2 separate regions of the Sus scrofa genome follow, and region 2 is linked to region 1. A link is a contact called in public HiChIP or PLAC-seq data. All regions are on one chromosome and are shown on one strand. The core of a region is the stretch at or near the end of the contact, and the rest is flanking DNA. Distances in the headings are between cores, read along the strand shown.

Region 1 (7,283 bases), core at 3,439-5,938:
ACTGCATCACAGCAGGAATTCCGTGAATATTGTTATTCTTATTTAATGGCCTTGCCCCCAGCATATGGAAGTTCCTGGGCCAGGGATTGAATCTGAGCCACAGCCATGACCTACGCTGCGGCTGTAAGCAACATTGGATTGCTTTAACCAACTGTGCTGGGCCAGGGATTGAACCCTCACCTTTGCAATGACCTGAGCTGTTGCAGTTGGATTCTTAACACACTGCACCACAGTGGGAACTCCAAAATGTTATTTTAAAGTTCCATTTACTATGGATTTTGTTTCTCTGATTATAAAAGTACCCACTTATTGTGAAAAGACTAAGTACACCGAGATGAAAATTTTAATTACTCATAATAAGTTTGTGTCAAATACTATAATCAAACTAAGATTTAAAGCAAAAAGACAATCCCATGCTTGCTTCCACTCCACCACTGGCTACCCCAGGGCATCAGGGAAATAAATAATCCTGCAGAAAGTTAAAGTTCTTTTCTTAGGTGCTTTCAAAAATTCTGCGCTCTCCTTAACACGTGTTAAAAACTACTATTTGGGCCTCCCAGCTCCAGGGTGGTCTGTCCTCTATTACTTATGTATGCATGAATCACTGTATTTGCTACCAGCTGCAACCCCTTCTCCCCACTGCAGTAGGCTTATTATACAAGCCCCAGCCCCTCCTGAGAACAACCAGGGAGGGCAAACTCATTTTACTATCTATCTGGGTAAAATCTAATTAGAAAGGCAAATCTAGAAGAACAGAACACAAAATAACCACGTTAAATTTAAAAAAAGGGGGGGGGGAAGAGATGCCTTCAACCTTAAGCCAGCACACACACACACACACACAACTGAAGTAACTTGCTGAATCATAGATCTAAATATTCATTTTTACCCTCTAAACTCTGAGCCCAACCAAAAGATATGTCTAAGGAAAAAAGAAACAGGAGTTTCCTGGTGGCCCAGCAGGTTAAGGATGCAGCATTTTCAACTGCTGTGGCTAGGGTTTGATCCCTGGCCCAGGAACTTCCCCATGCTGTAGGCATGGCCAAAAAGCAAAAAAAAACAAACAAGCAAACACAAGATGAACTCCCACGAGCCTTATTTAGAAACGGTAAAACCACACCAAGGATTCCAATTGTCTATTTCATCTATGACAGTGTTGGAAACACATTTACAAAAATTGGATGAATGGCCCAGGAGCCCATACCTCTCTCATTTTACAATTAGAAACCAAAGAGAAAGGAGACAGGAGGACAGGAGGGATCTGGTAGAGATTTCTGTAATCTCAGGGCCACTTGGGGGACAAAAATGGGAGGTCGGCACCCATAAGAAACTTGGGACCCAGCTAACACCCAGACTTTGGGTTCACCTAGAACCCAAAACAGAAAAGATGGAAGCTGGGAAACAGCTTTTGAATGCTGAAAGAAAATCACTGGCAATATACAATTCTGTGCCCAGAGAAAATGAGGGACAGAGGGTAATTTGCCCCAAATCAATCACAGTAATGGAAAAGAATGTCCATTCTGCTCTGATTGTGTAGAGGGTCATATAAGTGTCAATTTATTTATTTATTTATTTTTGCCTTTTCTAGGGCCGCAGCACATGGAGGTTCCCAGGATAAGGGTTGAATCGGAGCTGTTGCTGCCGGCCTACACCACAGCTCACGGCAACGCAGGATCTATAACCCAGTGAGCAAAGCCAGGGATCGAACCCGCAACCTCATTGTTCCTAGTCAGATTCATTAACCACTGAGCCATGACAGGAACTCCCCATATAAGTGCAAATTAAGTCAACAGTGGTTTTCAACTCGGTCATATCCTCACTAATTTTTTTTCTGCTTTTCTACAAGTTATTGAATGGTTGGCATCTACAATATTTAATATAATCAATTTATTTCTCCTTTCAGATCTATTAATTTTTGCTTCATGTGTTTTTTTTATTAGAGTTGATTTACAATGCTGTGCCAATTTCTGCTGTACAGCAAAGTGACCCAGTCATACATACATATATACATTCTTTTTCTCATATTATCTTCCTTCATGTTCCAGCCCAAGAGATTGGATATAGTCCCCTGTGCTGTACAGTAGAACTTTATTGCTGCTTCATGTGTTTTTAAGCTTTTATTAGGTTCATAAATGTTTTAGATTTTTATGTTCACTTGATGAATTGCCCCTTTATTCCCCCCCCCTTTTTTTTTTTTTTGGTCTTTTGTACTTTTAGGGCCACGCCCACGGCATATGGAGGTTCCCAGGCTAGGGGTCAAATTGGAGTTGTAGCCGCCAGTCTATGCCACAGTCACAGCAATGCCAGATCTGAGCCACAGCTCACAGCAACACTGGATCCTTAACCCACTGAGCTGAGGCCAGGGATCAAACCTTCGTCCGCATGGATACTAGTCAAATTTGTTTCCACTGAGCCACGATGGGAACTCCAAAGTAATAAGTAAGCGTAAAGTTGTATAATGCTTTTTTATTCAATCTGACAGTCTGCCATTTACTTGAGGTATTTATTTTTAGTTAATGAGATTAATAATTTGATTGGGTTTAATGGTATCATTTTACTATTTGTTTTCTATTCGGGGTTTTTTGGTGGGGGTGTACTGGCAGCATACGAAAGTTCCCTGAGCCAGAGACTGAACCTGTGCCATAGTGACCCGAGCCACTGCAGTGACAACTCCAGATCCTTAACCTGTTAAGCCACAAAGGAACTCCTTGTTTTCTATTTGTCCCATTCTATTTTTTCCTTTTTTTTGCTTTTGTTTATCAAGGGTTTTGTTTGTTTTTTGTTTTTGTCTTTTTGCCATTTCTTGGGCCGCTCTCTCGGCATATGGAGGTTCCCAGGCTAGAGGTTGAATCGGAGCTATAGCTGCTGGCCTACGCCACAGCCACAGCAAAGTGGGATCCAAGCCATGTCTGCAACCTGCACCACAGCTCACGGCAATGCTGGATCCTTAACCCACTGAGCAAGGCCAGGGATGGAACCCACAACCTCATGGTTCCTGGTCGGATTCGTTTCTGCTGAGCCACAGCAGGAACTCCCATCGAGTATTTTTTTTAGGATCGCTTTTTACCTTCTTTGCTTATTTGTTGTATCTCCTTGTTTTTCTTAAATTTTCAGGGGTTGTATTCAGGTTATGGTATACATTTTTAGCTTTGCACAGTCATGCTCGTTTTATTTTACCACTTGATGTACAGTATAAGAAACCTATAGCCATATTCTTTGATTTCCCCTCCTGTCCTTTGCAATATGGTTTTCATATATTTTATGTCTACATTTGTTATAAACTCCATGATGTACTGTTATCACTTTTGTTTTAAACCATCAACTATCTTTTAAGGTGATTTTTAAAATAAGAAAAAGTCATTTTATACTTACTTACATATTAACCATTCCTGGTGCTCTCTGTTTCTTTGCATAGATCCACATTTCCATCTATTCTCATTTCCCTTTTGCCTGAAGGACTCTCTTTAACATTTCTTATACTATATATCTTGTAGTGATAAATTCTTCCAGCTTTCATATGTCTGAAAAAACACCTTGACTTCACCTTTGTTTCTGAATATTTTCACCTGGTATAGAATTCAAGGTTGACAATGGATTTCTTCCAGTACTTTAAAGAGGTTGCTACACTGTCTTCCGATTTGCATTGCTTCCTAGAAGAATCTATTGTCATTCTTGTCTTTTTTCCCCTGCTTGCTTTTGTAATTTTCTCTTTATCTCTGGTTTTAAGCGTTAGATGATCATTTGCTTTGATGTAGTTTTCCTCTTGTTTCCTCTGCTTGGGGCTTAGTGAGAAACCTATTCGCCTCCCTTTAGTGGGAGCTCAAAAGAGTCCAACCACACAAAAAACTAAATAAAGCACTGTCAGATCTAACTAATGTTGGATATAGCTACTCCCTCAATGACCAGAGCACCCAGCATATTTGCACACATTGTACAAGGAGCAAGGAGCAAAAATAGCCCTCACCTCTCGCTCCTCTCCCTCTTCCCTCTACCCATCATACCTGGCTCGATGACCCTGTCCCACTCCCTTGGATCCTCCCTGGGCTGCAAAATGGTGCAAAGCAGAGAAGTTGAGTTGAACTATCCACAGTCTGGGGTAGAGTGGAAAGCAAGCCTGGGACAGCTGGGGTGCTCCCTGCTATCTCAGAGAACCAAAGGTGGGATTGACCCAAGTCCCGTAAGGACAGGACAGGTGGGTGGGCAAAGAATGGAGAGGTTTCAAGAAGCTTCCAACCCTCATTGATTCATTTCTTGAGTGCCTAGGGCATGTCCAGCATCATGCTGGGTGCCTTGAAGACACAGTGAATCATCAAGGCCTGAGCAGCCTCCAGGGCCTGTCTGGGGAATCATCTGGTCAAACAAGCAACAGATCACAATGGGATCACTGTGGATTTGGCAGGGAAAAAAAACGTAATCTAATCCCATTTCACATAAGTGATAGAAGTGATAGCCTGGAGAGGTCCAGAGACCTGCAATGTGGTGGTCGAGTCTACATAGTATTATGGACCAGGGCTGGTTTCCCTTCCCCTGTTTTAGGTGTCTCATCAGTGCAGCCCTGCTCCACAGATCAAGAACCCGCTAGCTGGTCATGACATCATGATTCTTCACCAGGGTCTTCTGTGTGGGTCCCAGGTCCCTGTCCCAGGTCTGTACCATTCAGAGGTGGGTCCCACTCAGCTCCTGCTGCCTCATGTGGCTGTGACTTGTCACTGCAGTGGGCCTGTCAGCTTCTCAGACGGTAACGTGCTGAATCCCCCAGAGTGCCTTGCACATGCCTGGCAAGCAATAAATGTCTGGTGATCAAGTCTCTGTTAATGAAAGGCAACGACTTCATCAGTAAATATTGATGGATTTGAGACTCTGGCTCACTGTGGACAACAAGCCAGGGCTTTTGCCAGAGGAGGCAGGAAAGAATTCTCAATAAGCTGGATGTGTTCCAGTCCCTTACATGGACAAATCTGTAATTGATTCAGGGGGCTGTAAAGGAGGAGGAGGATCTCTGTTGTCATGGCGACTCTGAAAAAAAAATTTTTCAACGGCATCCCAGACATTGAGGCTCTGAAGTAATGGCCCTTTTGAAATTGAATCATAATAGTTCCGCCTGCCCTTGCTCAGTGGGTTAACGATCCGGCGTTGCCGTGAGCTGTGGTGTAGGTTGCAGACGCGGCTCGGATCCTGCGTTGCTGTGGCTCTGGCGTAGGCCGGTGGCTGCAGCTCCGATTCAACCCCTAGCCTGGGAACCTCCATATGCCGCGTGAGCGGCCCAAGAAATAGCAACAACAACAACAAAAAACAACAACAGAAAAAAGACAAAAAAAAAAAAAAAAAAAAAAAAAAAAAAAAAAAAAAAAAAAAATTATGAAATTGAATCATATTAATAAGATCTACCCGACTGAACAATGTGTTTGTTTGTTTCTTTATTTTTTTTTATTAGATGCATTATTAACTTGGCTAGCAGCAAGACCTTGTAAATGCAAAGTGCCCATTCAAGGAGAATACCACTTCCAGCATGGAATAAATAAGGCTGCAGCTCATTAATTCCACAGATCTCAGAGGATAAGGAATAAACTCTGTGAATGATGATCTTGGGTCGTAGATTCTTGAAGGGTCTAGGTTGTGTGTGGGTCGCTTCTCTTGAGTGAATCCTCAAAACGTGGGGCAGCCTACCCCACCCAGGCCATCAGACCAGGCTGATCAAGAGCATCAGAGGAAGTTGAGGAATGAACAAGAAAATTTCGCAGAAGTTCTACATTGTGCAAGAGAGGAATTGTAAGAATCTTGAATCTAACAGCTTTCCTGACCCATGTCACTTTTAAACATTGGATTTAGTAATATTTGGTGTTTATTGAGCAAGTAACATGGCAAATAGGCTCTTAAATGTCCCCCAATGATCCCCAGCTCCTGGTATTCACACCCTTGTGTAATCCCTTCACCTTCAGTGTGGGCAGGGCCTTACTTTTTTTTTTTTTTTCCCCTTTTAGGGCTGCACCCAGCCCTAAAAGGAAAAATTGGAGCTACAGCTGTGGGCCTAGACCACAGCTACAACAACGTGGGATCTGAGACTCATCTGCAACCTACACGACAGCTCATGGCAATGCTGGATCCTTAATCCACTGAATGAGGCCAGGGATTGAATCCGCATCCTCATGGATCTTAGTCAGGTTTGTTAACTACTGAGTCACGAAGGGAACTCCTGTCAGGACCTTACTTCTAACCAAATGAATATGGTAAAGAAGCTGAGGTGACACTTTTGAGATTACAGAAAAACGTAACTTCTGCCTTGTTAGCTGACTCACTCTCTCACTGGCTTTGATGAAACAAGATGCCATATAGTGAGCCACACTATGGAGAGACCCCCTGGAAAGCAACTGAAGGTGGACTCCAGCCAACATCCACGAAGGAACTTGGGCTCTTATCCCAAACAACCTACAAGAAACTGCATCCTGCCAACAACCATGTGAGCTAGGAAGTAGATTCTTCCCCAATCGCACCTGCAGATGAGACTCCACCCTTGGTCAACTCCTTGATTGCAGCCTCATGAGAAATCCCGGAGCAGAACTCAGCTAGGCCTTGCCTGAATTCTTGACCCACACAAATGCTGAGATAATAAATCTGTGTCGTTTTTAAGTCGCTACCTTTGTGATGAGTTGTTACACAGCACTAAATAACTAATACAAGCATCTACTGATGTTCTAAATGCCATGGACACGCTGGTGGACAAGACAGTTTGCCGCCCTGGTGGACATTCCCTTCTAGTGGGGGAGACAGACAATAAGTAAATCAATAAATAACTGTCGTGAAGAAAAGGAAATTAAGGCAAGGGAATGGAGGAGGTACATGGTATGTTAGAGAGGGCTGATGAGTAAGGCCGTCTGTAAGGGGCAAGCATTGGAGCAGAGAACTTAGGAAGTGAGTGTATCAGAAGGAGCAGCATTTCAGTCAGAGGGAGGGAAAGTCCAAAGGTGCTGGTGTGGATCAAGCTTGGCAGGTTGAGTCCCTGTGAGTATGGGGAGTACTGTCACAGCTGAGCTCAGAGTTAGTGTGGTCAGATCATAGCTGCCCCTGCAGGGGGGGCTTTGCTTATATTCGCCCAGTGGGAGGACACACCTGAGCCCTCTGAGCAGGTGAGTGACATTATTTGACCTGTGAAGAAGAGCCTCTGGAAGGATGATCCTCATCCAATACCCCCAATATGAATTGCCTGGAAAATGACAAAGAGCATCTCATCTATTTTTCCTCAGGGATTCTCCCAGCAGTCCTGTGGAGTAGATGGGGCAGGTATA
Region 2 (7,549 bases), core at 1,855-4,354, 230 kb before region 1:
TGGGGGAGTGACACTGGCAGAGAAGAGGCCTGAGCAGTCCCTGGAAGAGAACAGGGAATTTTTCTTTCTTTTCTTTTCTTTTTGGCCACACCCGCAGCATGTGGAAGTTCCCAGGCTAGGGATGGAATTGGAGCTACAGCTGCCAGCCTAGCCCACAGCCACAGCAATGAGAATAGGGAATTTTCAGGTCCTGGGTACTCTGAGTAGGATGGCACAGACTCGCGGTGGACACATCTCTGTTGGTCCTGCAGATTCTTTGCCTTGAGGGGAGGGGACCCCTGGAGGGGTCTAGGACAGGGCCCTCTTGCCTGGTGTAAGAATGATGCAGAGTGGTGAGGAGCTCCCAGTGGCTGGAACGTTGTCACATCAGCTGATTCCGTGATGAGAAATGACAGAAACAGTGGCCCTGAATTCTTACCTTTGGTCTTTATGAGCAGAAACATCAGAGGAGACCTGGGAAATGGACCACCGCTCTCTTTAATCGCCACATTCACACAGGAGCTGGTCCCATCTGAGTCAATGTGTGGGACCTGGCCTTTCCACCCAGTAAAAGTGAGAAGCTAGAAATTAATAGGACCTAAGCTATACACTTCTCAGGTTGTCAGAGTTCGGGGGAGAGACAAGCCACTTGGGAACGAGTCGGTTTCTTTCTGGAAACCACCCCATTGCTCCGGGGATGTAAGTCTTTCTAAGTAGAGATGTCATTTCCTTGTTTTTTCATAGAACGGTCAAAACTTAATATTTTATTAAGTCAAAACTTGCGTATTTATTCCAGATAAATATTTTTTAACCTTCATTAAAATTTTCACACATGCAAAGGTAGAGTATGTATTCCTAATTCATTTTGCTGTACACCTGAAACTGATACACTGCATGAGAGGCCCCCTCAGTTGACCCCAGTCAAACCACAGAACATATGAAATAATAATAAATATTTCTTTTTGTCTTTAAACTCATCTAGCGGTTTCCTCTCTGCTTAAGCCCTGCAATGGATTTTCATCTTGCTTGGACCTGTGCTACATCTCTCTGATAGCATCTCCTAACTCTCAGTCCCTCATGGGCTCCCCTCACTCATGCAGTCATAGTCGGTGGTGAGGTGGAATCTCGAAGCAGTCACAGCTCAGCCCAGATCCAAGAGGGTGGAGGAATAGACTCCACTTCACTCAGCCATAGCCCTTCTGCTCTCAGGGTAAAGGTTCAAACTCTTTGGCCAGGCACATGAAGCCCTGGTGATGTGTCCTTAGCACGCCTCTCCTGACTCACCACCCCAAACCCCAAACCTACACTCACTCATGGCTTCTTTATTTTAGACACTGCTACTTCGACCTGCCCCCACAGGGAAGGCCAGGCTCTGCCAGCACTAGCTCAGTGCCAACTCTCTCCGCTTTGGTTCTGAGCCCCTAGGAGTTTGGGACTTATTTTGAAACTGTCTATTGCTTCCTTCCCTGGACTCAAGTTCCCTGAAGTCAAAGGTGACCTCTTATATCTCTCCAGCCATAGCCTTGACAAATGCCCAACACTCAAAATTAAGCATATTTTCAATAAATGAATTAAAATTCTAAGTTAGCATTGTTACTAAATTTTAAATCTCTGTAAAGTGTAACATAATGAAAATACCCCTATAATTACACAGAAGTCATCACTTTAAAAATTATTGAAAAAGATGCTTTCGACTTAGTAAAATATTCTAAATCAAATTACTTGCTATCTTAGATACCAAGAACGAAGTAATAAAAATGTAATCCCATTTCTGTTATAACCAGGTCTTCCATTAGTTGCCTAAATTTGGAGCATTTAGTTTTAAAAATAGCACACCAAGTCAACTTGCCTGGTCCCCCATCATCTTGCTTGAAGAATCAGGATCCAGGGTGCAAACTAGGGAGAAAGGAAGGGGCAAAAAGGGGTTAGATTAATAGACGGTACGGATGGGGGTGGTGGTGAGAAATTCTCAGATACAGAGGAACTTGAAAAGGAAAAATTGTTGCCCCTGCAAAGAGGAACCAATGCAGACAGGGGGCGGGGAACCAAATCGATCAACAAGGGATGAGAAAAGAGGAAGGTCAGCGATAGGAATGAAAAGACCTGACGTCATTAAAAGAATAGGTACAAGCAGGGCTGCTCTGCATGATTTTTGTCTTCCATCCAGCTAGTGTCTCAATTGTTACAAATTCTTTCTGTTGTCTTGATAATTAGTTTTGGCATATAGCAGTTTGGGAGAATTTGGTTTGGGGTGCCCTTCAAAATAAAATTGATGCTATGGGCCAGCCATGCGGACTGGAAATCTGACTTGTTTTCCCTGCACTGGTGATGGATTGAGCTGCTTGAGCCACCAGCCCTCCCTTTCACACTACCCTTTGTGACCAACTCTATGGTCTGGGATGACAATTTTCTTTTCTCTCTACATGAAAAACGACTCGTTTCTAGTAGCATTAAATTATGATTTCATTCCATATTTTTAAAAAAGTGGACAAACTCTTACAAGCTGACTTCATAGGGCAATATCCCAAAATATAAGAAAAAACCAAATGCCCAAAGTATTGAGGCCTCAGTGAATCAGTGTTGAGTCTAGGGATGCTGAGCCTAACACGGCTGCCTTACAGCTGTCACTGTAACAACTACCATTACAAGCTGCACTGCTTTGTTGGGTCTCTTTTTCTCACTCTCCATTCAGTTCAGTTCACATTATGCATTTTTCTCCAAGGTGTTGAGAAGGAACAAAAACATGGGCTTTGGAGTCAGGCAGCCCTGGGTTGGGGGTCCTCGCTCTATCTGGCTGTGGGATCTTCTCAAAGTCACTATTAAGTATGGATAATGAGGTCTACCTTCTAGGGTTGCTGAGAAAGGACAAATGAAACAGCCCATGGAAAGAATGTTGCCAAATACCTAGGAGTCAGTATGTGTAATTTCCTGTGGATGAAGTGGAGCTGACTACTTCCAAACTCTTGATTTATCATAAGCTCCAGTCTATCCAAAGCACTAAATGATAACAAGATTTCAGTCTCTTTTATTCTGCCTTTTTTTTAATGTCATATTCCATTTGAGTCCTAAGCATGTAAGCAGGTACCATGGAATGTAAACAAGGAAACAGAATATACTGAATGAATCATATGTGAAACAATGCTGTGACTCACACAGATGCAAGAGCTGCTTGGCTGCCCGAGAGAATTAACATTAGAATGTTTAAAAAGAGACAACATAGGAATAAGCTATTTTAGTCAAGCAAAAACAAATTTATATTCATTAGTTCTGAAAATAAAATTAGACTTTTCCAACCCTTAACATCTGCATTTAATAATATCTTCTAACCAAAATACAGATGTGAAAACAGCAAATTACAATATAATCTTGTACAGCATACAGTATGTTCACTGTTCACACTTTACTTGAATTCTAGTTGGTCGTTATGTACTCAATGCATAAACATCACTTATAATAAAATTTTCACAATTAACAAAAAATGTGACAAGGCTGTCTTAAAACGGCTCTGCTATAAATTGTATAGAATATACAGAATTACAAAGTCAAGTATTTTTTATCAAAATATACACCCCTCCCTGAAACTAACACAAGCTATCAACATTTTAAACGAATAATACAGTTATAGAAAATATTTGCAAAATTATTTTTTCATGTATAAATATTCTGCCATATTTACTTTGGTCTAGAATTATTAGCATACAAGTCCACTTAAAAAATACCCACGTGTAAGGGCTGGGAGACATCACTACATGTAATAATTTTATATTTGGAGTTACCTCAAATCAAAATGACTGAAATACACAATAATTCTCCTTGATTCATAAGCCTAATTGAGATTAAACAAATGAGTCGGTCACAGGATTGCTTATTTGATTTTCTAATCAATGCAAAAATGATTTTCATAAGCCCTTTGTGACTATCTCTTTAACAAAACCCAAATGAATAGTGCAGGTATACATATATACAACATATAAAATAAAGTTGAATTCATCTGCATTTTCCCATTTTCCTCTATTACATAATACTGTTTGTAAGTGAAAGTAGATGAACTAAAAAGATAAAAGATAAATGCAAATACAGTATCGGGGTTATTTAACAGCAAAGTACTACAGTATAAAAAGGTCAGCTTTGATCATGTCCTTTTCTAGGTGTTTAAATGCTTTCTTGCCCACCCCAATCCATACTAAGTCTTCTTTGTGGAGGCATCACAACACTTGGAGAGAGAAACTGGAGTCTTTTGAGCTACTTCTTCACAACAATTAACTGTGCAACCTTGGGTTTCCAGCTCTCAAATCCCATGAACATGCATGGCTGCAGGTCCTCCTTGAGCCAGGTTCCAGATTCTGCTCATACTTGTGATCAAAGGGTAAGAATGTATTCTCTCTCTCTCTCTCTCCTATTCAGGCCGATTAATAAGTAAGAATCATGAATTCCAGCTCCCCAGGAACCTAGTCCACATGATAGCATATCCTACAGGGCAATTAGATTTTGAGGGCAGTGTTCATGGTGTGGGTTAGCTTAAAAGAACATTAAGAAACAGAAGTGGGTTTTTAGCAAAGTTGTAGATGTCTACAAACATGAAGACAAGGCATCTGGCTTGTGGATATATTTCTGAGTCACATAAGTAAGTGATGGAACTGCGTCACTCCACGTTCTATCCACCCACCCCCAAAAGACAAAGCTCTGTTGGAGGCAAGGAAGGCCATCACTTCCTCTGCCCACCCAAGTCACTAATGGGTAGGGCAGGGCTATGTCTTTCTTTTCTTTTTTTAATATACTTGTGGGCTGCATAATCTCCAAGAAGGCTAACAGTTGTAGGGATTAGGTTTTCTGTCCCTTTCAAGTGCCTGGGAATTCACCACCGTACACATGCCTTGTGCTACATTTCCTCCACACTCTTTCGGCGGCATGGAAGGTGTCAGGTTTTACTTGAACCCTTGAGCCTGGTTACATCTATTTGGAAAGACCTCCATGTCCATGGTCTTGTGGTAGATGGAAGACTGCAGGGAGTTTCAGAAGAATGTGACCTTTCTTCATTTTCTAAAGTGAGGCCACTAAAAAGGAATATACAGCACAGCACAGGTAACCACAGGTAACTTCTGGGAAGGCTCTCCCCCACAGATAAGGCATGACCTATGTTTTCTGTGACTTGAGTAGACCAGTTTAATAACAGCTCAGCCATAACTTCAAGAGAACAGCATTCCATCTGAAAGCATACACATGCTCTAAAGTCATATTCAAAATGCTCTTGACTGATTTTTACATCAGTTCTCATTATTTGCAGGTCTATTGCTCATCATTATAATTCTCTACAGGGGACATGGACAGTTAAAAGTTACCGTGATTTATATATGCATTTTACAAGGTTTGTGTTGCAGAAAAGTAGTTCTAGATAAACGTAGGAATGTCCTACTTGGGTTACTCATTTCACACACATTTTCAGCTATGTTATTAAGTATTTCATATGTATTCATTAATTTAAACAATTTTTAGTAGTGCAGAAGCTGGATGGGAATAATGACTGTCATAGCTCATTTACCATTTAACATATTTAGGAAGATGACATTTTCATGCTATTTGACCCTTTTTTTCCTCCAGTGACTAAAGACAGTTCAGCAGCCAGTTCCCATCAGCACTTATCAGAAAGTTTTGAATTGGGCCAAAATTAAACTCTCTCCCCCACCCCCCACTCCTTGCCACTGGCAGAAATATCCCAACTGAGCACTTCATAAACTTTCACAAGATACTTGGGATATTGGAAGATTCAGCTATTTTGTTTTTGTGCACTCTGCATGAAGTTAATGCCAAAACCCAAAGTAGATATTAGGATCCTTTTTTTTGGAATTTTCAAAAATGAGATTTTCTTTGTTACATTTCACTCCTTCATGACTGTTACGTGAACAAAACTAAACAAAAACAAAACAGTTAATTAAAACACACACAAAAAAACCAAAAAACCCCAAACCCATCAACTTATATTTTTTCTAACTATCACCATTCAAAGGACATTATCAGCAAGGGTTTGTACATTATCCTTTTGGTCACTGTCTTCTGAATCAAGGAAATGTGGATTCTCCAGGGGATGTGAGTTTTCCTGGCCCACGTCACCTTCTGTTTTCTCCCGCTGACTTGGGCTTTTGAACAAGTGTTTCTTCTGGTGCATTCCCAGGGCAGCAGCTGTTTTGCAAATTTTGGGGCACTGGAAGCAGGCATAGCCCTTCCCATTGTGCTCCTGAACGTGCCTCTGCTCATGATTCCTTTTCGTGGATAGATACAAAAAACTCTGAAAGCAGAACTGACAGTGGTATCGTTTTTCACCTGTGTGGATTCTTTCATGGATTTTGAGGGTCTCGTTCAAGGTGAAGGCTTTGTTGCAATACTGACAGACAAACTCCTTCACGCCCAGGTGGATACGCATGTGCTTCTGTAGGTTGCCTTGCACCGAGAAGCAGCGCCCACAGGTCTTGCACTGGTATGGCTTCTCGCCCGTGTGACATCTCATGTGCATCTTGAGGGTGGAGGGGCTTTGGAACGGCTTGGCGCAGAGCTCGCATGCATAAGGCCTGGCCGTGAGATGCCGGTGGGGCCTCCCTGGGTTCCCGGCCCCCGAGGCTTTGTCTCCGTCACAGAGCTCACACTGCAACTTGGGCATCTCTTTATTTTCTTCCTCCTCCAGGGGCTTCTCCTGGGGCGCCTTCCCCACGGCGCAGTCCAGTTCAGCAGGGTATTTACACTTACCACTTGGGCTCCTGTTCTCATGCTCCTTCCTCCAGTTGGCTTTCCTCATCTTTCTCAGCTGTCTGGATTTCTTCTTGGGTTTGTAGTTGTAGTAAGGGCGCCACGGTTTGTCCGTGGAATCCTGGTCACTGGCGTCGTCAAACATCTCACTCATCTCCATGCACTCGGCCTGGCAGAGCCCAAGGGGACTGGCCCTGTTTGTTTCCTGGTCACTCTCTTGGGGCAGGGTCTCCTCTTGGACTTGGTACTTGGACCTCCTCCCCCGTTTATAGAACAACTTCGATCCTAGGATGTGCCTTTTCACAATGGCTTCATTCCCAATTTTCACCGTTATTTGGCAAAGGGGTGCCACGTTGCTGTTTGTGGAGGTTCCGGGGAGAGCGGGCTTGGCGATGTAAGTTTCAATTTTACTGGTCTCTTTCATGATATTGGTGGTTTTGCTCAAGGACCCTCCAGGATCAGCAACGTATCTGGGCTCCTCTGGTATCTCCCCCCTGTTACACGGGATGGTTTTCTTTTTCTCCTTCCCACTTTTGGGTCTGTTGACACCCCTTCCCATTTTGTCTGGTTCAGGTCTGCCATCCTCTTTCGGAGTCTGACTGACAGCCAGGTCCAAAGGGGCTCTGGGCTTGTGGCCCATCTCGGGGGTGATGGCATTGCTGTGCATTATCACTGATGAAAACTGGCTGCTGTGCACGATGACCGAGGGGGCCGAGCCACTGTAGCTGATCACAGAGGCGGAGTTCTCACTGCCATTACTTGCGGACAAAGTGGGTGCTTCCCCCGCCCGGTGGTCTGAACTGCTGGTGTTTTCAGTGGAAGGAACTGACAT

What was found. HiChIP or PLAC-seq counts read pairs in DNA pulled down with a chosen protein or histone mark.
Region 2: a contact with region 1 is called in an H3K27ac HiChIP or PLAC-seq map of alveolar macrophages. The contact joins two enhancer-like sites. A contact is called at or near these places in 7 of 47 Hi-C or Micro-C datasets (embryonic fibroblasts, mesenteric adipose tissue, omental adipose tissue and 3 more) and 1 of 2 datasets of contacts at active chromatin or transcription factors (alveolar macrophages).

The regions. Positions count from the first base shown.
Region 1 is chr13:81,959,081-81,966,363 of Sscrofa11.1, reverse strand. The region is part of intron 2 of PXYLP1 (2-phosphoxylose phosphatase 1); the gene reads right to left. Among named protein-coding and RNA genes, the nearest start is that of PXYLP1, 11 kb to the right of the region's middle. Within about 2 kb of position 4,688, at least 9 of the 83 cell types and tissues checked have an H3K27ac peak or open chromatin away from gene starts, as enhancers often do. A contact at or near this core is called in alveolar macrophages, where this site is marked.
Region 2 is chr13:82,190,761-82,198,309 of Sscrofa11.1, reverse strand. ZBTB38 (zinc finger and BTB domain containing 38) reads right to left here. Exons shown (of 1, transcript NM_001195373.1): 1 at 5,978-7,549. The coding sequence ends at 5,978. Among named protein-coding and RNA genes, the nearest start is that of ZBTB38, 5.8 kb to the right of the region's middle. Within about 2 kb of position 3,104, at least 9 of the 83 cell types and tissues checked have an H3K27ac peak or open chromatin away from gene starts, as enhancers often do. A contact at or near this core is called in alveolar macrophages, where this site is marked.